Linked DNA regions of Salmo salar: region 2 is linked to region 1. A link is a contact called in public Hi-C data. All regions are on one chromosome and are shown on one strand. The core of a region is the stretch at or near the end of the contact, and the rest is flanking DNA. Distances in the headings are between cores, read along the strand shown.

Region 1 (5,206 bases), core at 1,367-3,866:
CTCCATGTCTGTGGCAAATTTAGTAATGCATTCTCTAACATGCCTGCCTTCAACATTATGTATTAATTTGAATGTCCTATTACATTGATAATGTAAATGAAGGATTATTCACTCTAAAGTCCTTAATAATATGTGTCTGTGCTTCCTGCTATGTGTAGGTATGGTGCTCAGTTCGAACTCCGGAAAGCTCGCATGAGGGCATCATCACAGATCCACACAGTCCGTCAAGATTTCGAGTTATTGGCACCATCTCCAATTCCCATGACTTCTCCGAGCACTTTGGCTGCAAGGCAGATGCCCCCATGAACCCTAAACACAAGTGTGAGCTTTGGTGATGCCTAGCTACACATTGGTTGGTCTGGCAGGTGGCAAAATGGACACTGGGGACATGGAGCATAAATAGATGCAGAGGTAAAGTCTCTAAGGAAGTAGAGTACTGGTCTCGATAGCACTGAAAATCCAGCTGTCTTACCCACTACACTTCTCAGTGTCCTTATGAGGACTGAAGCTGGAAGTTGAGCCAGACCCAACTATCTTCATAAAGAAAATTTGTTATAGAAATCGGCCTCTCTTTCCCCAATGGAACTCTGAAAATGTGCCTTCGTGTTCACTTAATGGAGGGACAATTTTAACACTGGAAACCAAAGGAACGGTTATAAAAAGGGGAAAACTAATGGGAACTTCTCTCAATAAGATTTTATGAAGTTGTCATATGCGTTATAGTGATATTTATTTGTTTGTCAGTTATATCAATCCACCTTTGTGTTGTCTTCAGTTATTGTATATTTCTAGACTGCAAAAGAAAATGACGAGTTGCAATTCCTGGATTTGGATTGAGATATAATCCAGAGGAAACGGTCAATCACATCTACAGTATAATACAAGTTACTGTCATAACAAGTGGATTGTAAAAGCCATATTTTATTATTGCACATGATTGAGCCGGTCAATAAGCCCTATGTGTAGGCCTAGCTTGTTTCTGCATCAACAAAACCTAACACTGATTTGGGTTAATGTCTCCAGTTTATGCAGTAGTGGTGTTGTAAGGAAGTGACCCTCACATAATCGCTAAATGCCTGATATAAGAGACATATTTAAACAAATATTAAATCAGAGAATTCTGAAACTCAAGGATGTACTGTTTAACCATTATTTAACTGGGCAAGTACTGAACAAAAATATAAATGCAGCATGTAAAGTGTTGGTCCCATTTTTTTTTTTTACAAGCTGAATTAAAAGATCCCAGAAATATTCCATATGCACAAAAAGCTTTTCCCTCAAATGTTGTGCATAAATTTGTTTACATCCCTGTTAGTTAGCAATTCTCCTTTGCCAAGATAATCCATCCACCTGACTTTGAGGCATATCAAGACGGTGATTAAACGGCATGATCATTACACAGGTGCACCTTGTGCTGGGGACAATGAAAGGCCACTCTAAAATGTGGCCACACAGATGCCACAGATGCCAAGTTTTGAGGGAGCATGCTGACTGCAGGAATGTCCAACAGAGCTGTTGCCAGAGAATTGGATGTTCATTTCTCTATCATAAGCTGCCTCCAATGTCATTTTAGAGAATTTGGCAGTCCATCCAACAACCGCAGATCACGTGTAACCATGCCAGCCCAGGACCTCCACATCCAGCTTCTTCACCTGTGGGATTGTCTGAGGGGAGTGGGGTATTTATGTCTGTAATAAAGCCCTTTTGTGGGGAAAAACTCATTCTGATTGGTTGGGTGGGCCTGGTTCCTAAGTGGATGAGCCTTTGCCCTCCCTGGCCCACCCATGGCGGTGCCCCTGCCCAGTCATGTCAAATCCATAAATTACGGCTTAATTTATTTATTTCACTTGACTGATTTCCTGCTATGAACTGTTACTCCGTAAAATCTTTTAAATTGTTGCATGTTGCGTTTATATTTTTGTTCAGTATATTAACCATTGAGCAAGTCACGTAACATTTTTATTTTACCGTTTTGTATCTGGTCATATATGACATGACTTCTCTGTGACGTTACTAACTGTTCTTATCTCATAGAAATGTTGTCACCATTCTTTTGTATGACCCATCTATTTCGATGGCCCATCTGAGGCATCATGACGACACCTTTAACGTAATGATGAACCTCCGTTGTATTCCCAAACAATAAAAGTAAATTAATAGTGGTTATCAACGCTAGATGTCGCTGCACACAAACAATACAGTACCGAGTACAGTACGATCTAATACAAACTTCACTTCTGCCAGTAAATACACCATCGGTCAATCATTATGTGTTCAGATGACTGTACTTGAACCTGATTACATTTTATATATTGAGTGAGTGGTTCTTGAGAATGACCCCATACATATAGCAGGAGACAGTTTATTTTACACACACACTTCAAGACAGCCACTACAGTTAAAATAATAAATAACATGCATTCTTTAAAAAAATATCATAAAGCCTAGTTATTTAGAACAACAATAATGCAGTACTCAATATACATGAATGTAGGCCTATGTGCCAGTCAGTATAGATAATTGGCCACATGAATGCAACAAATGAAGCGTCATTTTCGATAGCTGTAGTTAAGACGTACATACCCGTAATTGGACGAGAATAGCCGAATCATCTGTCCTACCGGACTGGAAGCGGCCGGAACGCCATGTTGACGAAGTCTCCCATCTCCGTGGAAAAATGATTATAGAAAAATCAGTCGTTGAAAACAAATGTTAAATTATCGAAGGAGAAAAGACGCCGGCGATAGTGTTCGTAAGAACTGAAACGGATCTGCAGAGGTCCCGGGCGGGCAAGGGAGGCAAACCTCCCACCGTCCCCATGAATAGCACCACAGACCCGAACAGCGACTTTCCATGAAAAAAAGCTATTCTGAGTTGCTATAATAGCTAGCTAGCCCTAGTGTCGGCTAAAGGATTTGCGGCCTGTTTCAATCATATTCTACGCTTGCTATATTTATGAAAGCTAGATATATTTTGTATCAGTATTTATTAGTGTATTGTTTTCCTTTGTTTATTTTTTTGCAATGAGTTTGCCGGCGAAAATAGTCCCAAAACCCGCCACTGTCGCAGTAAGTGGACCTGGAACTGGCCCGTCTCCGTCGAGCCAACTGCGGGCTACCCTGACCTCGGTGTCTTTACCGTCGGGAGCCCCAGGCGCTCCTCAACTGAGCACCTTGCCGCCTCCTCAGTATCCTTCATTGACAAGAATACCCCTGCCATCTCTTGGTCAGGTATTCGGGGGAGAAACATTTAGGTAACGTATTGGTGAGCGGTTGGGTGCGGGTCAATGACGGATGTTTTGAAGAATAGGGAGGAGACGTTAGCTTGCTAGTTAGTTAGCTTACAAATTACTATAGTTGTTTATTGATAATCTGCCAAAATGGCTAACTAGTCAACATCGCTAAACTGCAGATAATTAATTTTGTTTGCCAATACATTGTAACTGTTGTGCATGTGGGGATCAGAAAAGCGGGCCAACTAGACACAATTTCACGAGTTGGCGTAGCTAGTTAGCTAACTCTAGAAGGCCACTGCACCGGCTTTGTTCGGTTTACCGGTAGCTAGCTAACTAGTCAGCCACTTTCATATTAGCAACTGTAAACTCATAACTAGCTAATCCGGCTAACATATTGGCGAACTATTTTATTCGGGTCAGGCAGTATTTTGTGAGAGGGTTTGGGTGGACTAGATTTTGTAGCCATCAAAACGCAACTAGTTAATCATCCTAAAACTATATTATTGCTACCTCGTATGAGTGAATGTAAACTAGCTGGGTACAGTAGTAACCTAGCTAACTAAGTTGGGCCTTCTCCCCGGTATCCATAAAAGGGATGCTAACTGTCGTTGTTTAGCTAGCTACCTTAGCTAGCTAGCTAGGCCGTAGTTAAACCTGGTAATAGATGGCAACCGGTGCCACACCGGTATACCCATATTGACACGGTAGTGACGCCACAGACATATTTGCTGGTAGCAACGTTAGCAACTGTAGTAACGTTACAGTGTAATGAATTTGATCCAGTATGCGTTTATCGTTATTCCTATTTTATTTGGGGATATGCATGTATCATGATTGTATGAATGACATTCAGTAAGCCTATGTCAAGTCACTGCGTATCTAATTAAAAAAAAAACAGAAATGGATCAAGAGCATTTTTCTCACTTCAGAAACCTCTTGTCCCTGTGAACACCTTTGATCCCAGCCAGTGGAAGTGTTCTGCCAAATTGGATCAACTAACAAACGTGCCTTGCTTGATTTGTATGAACTTTGTGAATATCAACTTTGAGTCTTAATTCATTTGATCCGGCCATTTAAAGTTAGGATCTAGTGGCTTTTTATGATTAAAACATTATGATTTTGATCTAATGTCCAGTCATAATGGAAGTATTGTCTACAGAGTGCTAGTCTGTGAGTCATATCATCTTCGATGGTGCAGCCTCCGACCAAAAGTTTTAGAGGACGCCCTCTTGGCCGCAGGGACAAAATGTTGCTGTTTGAAAGCAAATTTCCTGCAATTCTACACATTTTGCCATAGCTTATGGTGTGTTCTTATGCTAATTGAGTGACTTAAACATAACAAAATCAATGCAAAGGCATTTCTTCAAGTTGTGAAAGGTCTATTAGAAAATCCACAAGAACAGTTACATTTTAGACATTAATCACCACTTCATCCATGCTTAATAACATTAACAACATTACAGGCTTCTAAAGGACTCTGCCACAGTGATAGCGAGTCACCTGACTCATATCATCAACCTGTTAATCTCAACTGGGGAAATCCCATGTCCATAGAAAACGGCTTATATAACACCAAGTCGGGATAGATCGGATGTGGCCAACTACCGTCCAGTATCAATTCTTTGTGCTGTCTCCAAAGTGTTGTAAAGGCTGGTGCAGACACAGGTGGCCAACTATTTCTCACTCAACGGACTATTTACAGCCTATCAACGTTGCTTTAGGAAGATGCACATCTACAGCAGTGCAAAAGGTTGTGGAGGACATCAAGTCGGCTTGTAACAGCCAGGTCACAGCAGCACTCTTCTTGGATCTGGAGAAAGCTTTTGACACTACACCACCCCACACTCCAGAGGAAGCCTGCGAAACTAGGCTTTGACAGCACTGCAATCAAGTGATTCACATCATACTTATGGGGAGGAGTCAGTACAAACTGCAGAGCACACAATTAGCCCAGGTACAATTAGCCCAGGT
Region 2 (5,343 bases), core at 536-3,035, 43 kb after region 1:
ACCAAAGCTTTAGTTTCTAGACTATCGTATTACAGATGTATGTTAAATGTTTTTGGGAGATGCAATGGATCATTGGGGATCATTCAATATTCCCTTTTGTTGTTCAGTGAAATCATCCCATGCGGAGAGTCAACTCATTTAATTAAAGTTCAATTCGTGACTAAACAGCTTTTTTTATTTCTATTGGAAGGATTTAATCATTAGCAATGATGTCTACTTATAAGGTAAAAGGTTTGCTTCTGTCTCCATTTGATATGGTAAATATATCCAATGCAAAAAAAACATCTACATTTAAATGGTATTAATATTAATTTGCATATATTCCCGTTAATTCCCACAAAAAGTTTCCACCTCTGAATATTCCCCAAAATGTGCAACCCTATAAATAACATATTTTATTAATGATTTGAATGTTCTCGTCTGATTTTGTTGATTTTTATTAGAATCCCCATTAACAGCCTCCAATGACGACAGCTAGTCTTACATGCATCAAAAGACACATTACAGACAAAAGACGATTTACATACATTTAAAAACATGAGTATGGTGTGTGAGTGGTTAGATATCCCGCTCGTCGCTCACGGAGCAGCGCTTGCACAATGTTCTGACACTCCCCATCTCTTTCCAACCTCTCATTGAAAGAGGTAATATGTCAGGCATATTGGGCCAAAATCAATGAAAGCCTATTGTGTAGATAATAGAACGAGCATTAACAAAACTTTTAAGAGATCAGATTTTTTGGTTTTTAATATTTTGCTACAATCTTCATCTTTGTAAGTCACCTTGATTTTGCACGTGCGTCTTATCAGTTTCTTTATGAAAATATTTAGCGAACTCCATGACAGTAGCTATAGCAAGGGGCTATAGCAGCACACAAGTAGACTACAAATGCATGCTGGGCCGAGCATGTCCTGAGCTCGTGAAGTAAGTGCTACTGTAGCGAAATTGGAGCAGGTGAGAAGGCTGTGACACTTCAGCCTTTGGGATACTCGCTCCGCGCTCCAGTCAAATTGGGCACGTTCCAGCTCCGCTCCACACACAGTCTGGTGTACGTCGATCAGTTACACATACATGTTAATACATGCACACAAAAAGTAGGCCACATGGGGGAGAGGCGTTGTTCTGTGAGGTGTTGCTTTATTTGTTGTTTTTTAACCAGGTTTCATGTTCACTTGTGCTATATGAGATGGCGGTTCCATTCAATCATGGCTCTGTATAATACTGTACATTTCCTTTAATTTGTTTCAGATCTGGGGACTATGAAAAGACCCCTGTTGGGGGGGGGTGTGTGTGTGTGTGTGTGTGTGTGTGTGTGTGTGTGTGTGTGTGTGTGTGTGTGTGTGTGTGTGTAAGTTGACTATGGAAACAATTTGGAATTTCCAACACTGTTTCTTTACAAAAACCAGAAGCGATGCAGTCAGTCGTTCCTCAACTCTTAGCCAAGAGAGACAGCATTGCATAGTGTTGATATTATCCCTCTGATTATAATGAAGAGCTAAGACTCGGCAAGGAGTTATCCATCATGATCAGTGTTCCAAACCCCCTGTGTGAAGTCCACTATGTCCCTCGATCTCACCCCCTCTCCCTCCCTTGCCTCCCCCAGGACGAGCTCAAGCCTGTGGAGGAGGCTGCTGGAGACCAGGCCCTGCAGCCCGCCAGGCCCCATAGTAGCAGCAGCCCGCCCCCACCCTCAGCAGCGCCTCCAGCCATGGAGGCAGAGGAAAAGCCCCCTGCCCCAGAGGAAAATGGGGAGGCTGAGCTGGAGCCCATGAGGAACGGGGCTGGGCATACCTCGGAGACAGAGAGCAGTGACAGTGGCGCCACCCCTGGTGACAAGGAGGCCTCTACAGAAGCACCCCCAGACCTCTTCCAGGAAGGTAGGAGGGCAGTTATTAGCCTCAGTTTCATTCGTGTTTTTCACTTTTTCACAATCAACTCATACAACCTTTGCACAGTATGAGATGAGCAGGGCTGTTTTCTTCCTCTCGTTGTTTCCTCAGATCTGCCGGAGACCAACGGGAAGCGCCAGTACAACCGGGACTTCCTGCTGGGCTTCCAGTTCATGGCTGCCTGTACACAGAAGCCAGACGGGCTACCTCAGATCAGTGACGTAGTTCTGGACAAGGTGTGTGTGTGTGAGTGGTCTGAGCAGAGCTTCAGCCTAGTGGACAGAATGTGTTGTGAGCAAGCCCCTAAACCTCACAGTGGTTCAGTAAATATTCAGGATTATAAATTCATAGTGTAAGATGTTAGCAAAGTAAGTTGCTTTTGAAAAGGGCTTTTCTTTCAAGTACAGGGATTATTTATTTATATAGAACAAATAGTATGAGTAGCCGTATGTGATCCCTTTAGTAAGCACAAGACCAGATGTATAGGTTTTTTCAGCTATTGTCTAATAGTCATTTATGAAATGATAGGCTTCTGGTAAATGAATCTCCCTCGTCTCAACATAGGCTACATACTGTTGGAGCCTATAATGGCTAGCCCATAGACATCCTGTTTTGATTAAAATCACATTGCCATTATGTCACACTTGGCAGTGTTGATAATTCAGCCCCAGAAAAGGAGCATTAAGACTGGCAATGATTGATGTACAGTCCCTGGAGTCATATTTTTCTCCCTGAGAAAATGTTCGCTGGAGGAGAGTACTAAGGGAAGTCAAGGACAGCTGAGAGAGCTGTAGTTGTTCTTCCCCTTCCCTTCCCCCACAATGTTCCCCTCAGTCCTCCTTCCACATCTGGTTCTGACTTCACTCACTGTGCCAGTCACAAAATGTGTTTAAACATAATTTGTCGAAAGCATAGCTGAAACACAAAACAACATACGAAGTTGGTGGTGATCTAGGACTGTTATTGAGAATTCACCACCGCTCAGTAAAAACCAGTGGGATAGACCTAAGGGAGGGGAGTCTGGCCAGTCTCTTTCTCCCTAGTGGTAGGCCAGAAACAACTCCCAGCCCCCTACCTCAGGCACTTCATGTAGATCTGAAAGAGTTGATGGGTATATGCAATATGGTAGTAACCCTACCTTTCCCTCTGATGTGCTTTCACCATATTGATCATTATATTATCATTCATTATTGCACCTATCTGAGGTATGTGACAGTGAAACATTATTTGATTTGGATTATACAGCCACTGCTTTTCCTCTATGGCTAGGGCCACAGTGTTAGAGAATCACTGCTCCCCCTGCTGGTCTGTCAGCTCACCATCTCGCTCCCTGTGTCTGCAGATTAACCAAAACAAGCTGCCAACCCGGGCTGTGGAATCCAGGGTGATCTCTCGTGGCCCTGACTTCACACCTGCCTTCGCTGACTTTGGCAGGCAGATGAGTGGAGGACGCAGCGGCGCTGCAGTGAGTCACGCACACGCTCACGTAATTACTACTCCTCCACCTGACACCAACACAACACCCCTCTTTCTCTCAAATAATGTCTCTTGTCTTTGTGTTTCTCATCTTTCTCTCTCACACGCACTCACAGAATATTAACTTGTGCGTTTAATTTTCCCCAGAGTCTTCTGGTATGGTAACAAACAACATCGCTGGGCTGGTATCATAGTGAGATAAATGAATCATGGGGAATTATTTGCACCTCTTGTTGGTTTGCTAGATATGAGTCATTTCCCAAAGTCGTGCTCATTCAAGGAAAGTCGTAAATTGAACATCAACGCACAACCTTGGCGTCTTGGCGATATTGTGTTTTGTTGGTGGTGAACTGCAGAAGTGACGAGTTGTGCTGTCTCCTCTCTGTCCTCCAGCAGATGATGAACATGGGGGGGGGTGCCCGGCGGCCCCCACCCAGGAAGATTATCCTGAACGTGTCGGCGAACGACGAGGTGCAGCTGAAGAAGGCCGAGAACGCCTGGAAACCTGGCATGAAGAGGGCGGGGCCATCAGACGACCCTGAGGTCATTACAACACAGGTAGGATGAGCCCAACCTTTCATCAGACACAACCACACAGTCAAAAACACACACCGTACTCAACTACAAGATATTATACGTTTCTTCAGCAGTCGCTCCACACAGGAAAGAAATGTTGTGACCAAGGAGTTGTCAAGAGACCGAAGATGAAATGAAGTGTGAGTGAATGAATGTTCACCTCAATAAATTATGAGGATGTTGTTGCCGTGTCAGGAGCTCTTCCGGAAGGTGCGCAGCATCCTCAACAAACTGACGCCTCAGATGTTCAACCAGCTGATGAAGCAGGTGACGGACCTTACCATCGACACGGAGGAGCGCCTCAAGGGCGTCATCGACCTGGTCTTTGAGAAGGCCATCGACGAGCCCGGCTTCTCTGTGGCCTACGGGAACATGTGCCGCTGCCTCACCACGGTATGTTATGCTCAGTTCTTTATCGTTCAGACATGATTACTTGTGGTTCCTCTGAATGCTGCTAGCCAACATCAAAATATAATCTGTGTATGCATGGGTCCTCTAAAGCCTCATACACATTCAGCAAAATGTCCCTAAATGTATATTTCTGCCCCCCTTTTCACTCTTTCGACACCATCTCCCATTCAATTCAAAGTGTTTCCTCCATATTTCTTCCCCTCTAACCAAATTGTTACTTATCTCGGTTGCTCTCCAGCTTAAAGTGCCCATGACGGACAAACCCAACACCACAGTGAACTTCCGTAAGCTTCTGCTCAACCGCTGTCAGAAGGAGTTTGAGCGGGACAAGGTGGACGACGTGGTGTTTGAGAGGAAACAGAAGGAGCTCGACTCTGCACAGGTACCCGGATCACCTGACACACACACACTACCCAGATCACCAACCGGTCTGTAACCTACTGTCCCTAGTAGGGGAATACAGAGCAGAGAACTCTATGGGATCCAGTCAGTTACTGATGTTAGTTGAATAGTTAGTGTGGGGTTTGCTGTTAGGTCTGACAATCTACTCCATCTCCTTTCCAGTCCAGTGATCAAGAGAGACTACGGTTGGAGCTGGAGGAGGCCAAGGACAAGGCCCGCCGGCGCTCCATAGGAAATATCAGGTTCATCGGGGAGCTGTTCAAACTCAAGATGCTGACAGAGGCCATCATGCACGACTGTGTGGTCAAGCTGCTGAAGAACCACGACGAGGAATCGCTGGAGTGCCTGTGCAGGCTGCTCACCACCATTGGCAAAGACCTGGACTTTGAGAAGGCCAAGGTGAGCTATAGGGATGGGCAGGGGAGAGGAGGGGGCTTAAATGAATTCCAGCTAGTGGTATGGGGATGCCTCTGAGGGCTGCAGGGATGTGGGTGAAGAGACATGGTTGAAGACATCTCACTGTTCCCTCTTGTCTGCTGTTGTCTGGCCTGTTTTAACCTGCTGCTGGCCAAAGGAATGGCTCCTAGAC

The links. Hi-C and Micro-C count contacts between places; a contact is called where the count stands out from the background.
Region 2: a Hi-C map of muscle shows a contact between it and region 1, with 10 times the contacts expected there. The contact joins the enhancer-like site here to the promoter of LOC106565887 in region 1. A contact is called at or near these places in 3 of 3 Hi-C or Micro-C datasets (blood, gill and muscle).

Annotation. Positions count from the first base shown.
Region 1 is chrssa12:72,398,161-72,403,366 of Ssal_v3.1, forward strand. LOC106565887 (eukaryotic translation initiation factor 4 gamma 3) reads left to right here and starts at 2,617. Exons shown (of 36, transcript XM_045691732.1): 1 at 2,617-3,187. The coding sequence starts at 3,024. LOC106565889 (endothelin-converting enzyme 1) reads left to right here. Exons shown (of 18, transcript XM_045691741.1): 18 at 159-2,162. The coding sequence ends at 335. LOC123725558 (a long non-coding RNA gene) reads right to left here and starts at 2,808. Exons shown (of 3, transcript XR_006758074.1): 1 at 2,584-2,808.
Region 2 is chrssa12:72,442,001-72,447,343 of Ssal_v3.1, forward strand. It overlaps LOC106565887 (eukaryotic translation initiation factor 4 gamma 3), which reads left to right. Exons shown (of 36, transcript XM_045691732.1): 15 at 1,604-1,877; 16 at 2,001-2,125; 17 at 3,232-3,375; 18 at 3,759-3,923; 19 at 4,137-4,334; 20 at 4,591-4,734; 21 at 4,917-5,153. Among protein-coding and RNA genes, the nearest start is that of LOC106565886, 18 kb to the right of the region's middle. Within about 2 kb of position 1,786, at least 1 of the 13 cell types and tissues checked has an H3K27ac peak or open chromatin away from gene starts, as enhancers often do. A contact at or near this core is called in muscle, where this site is marked.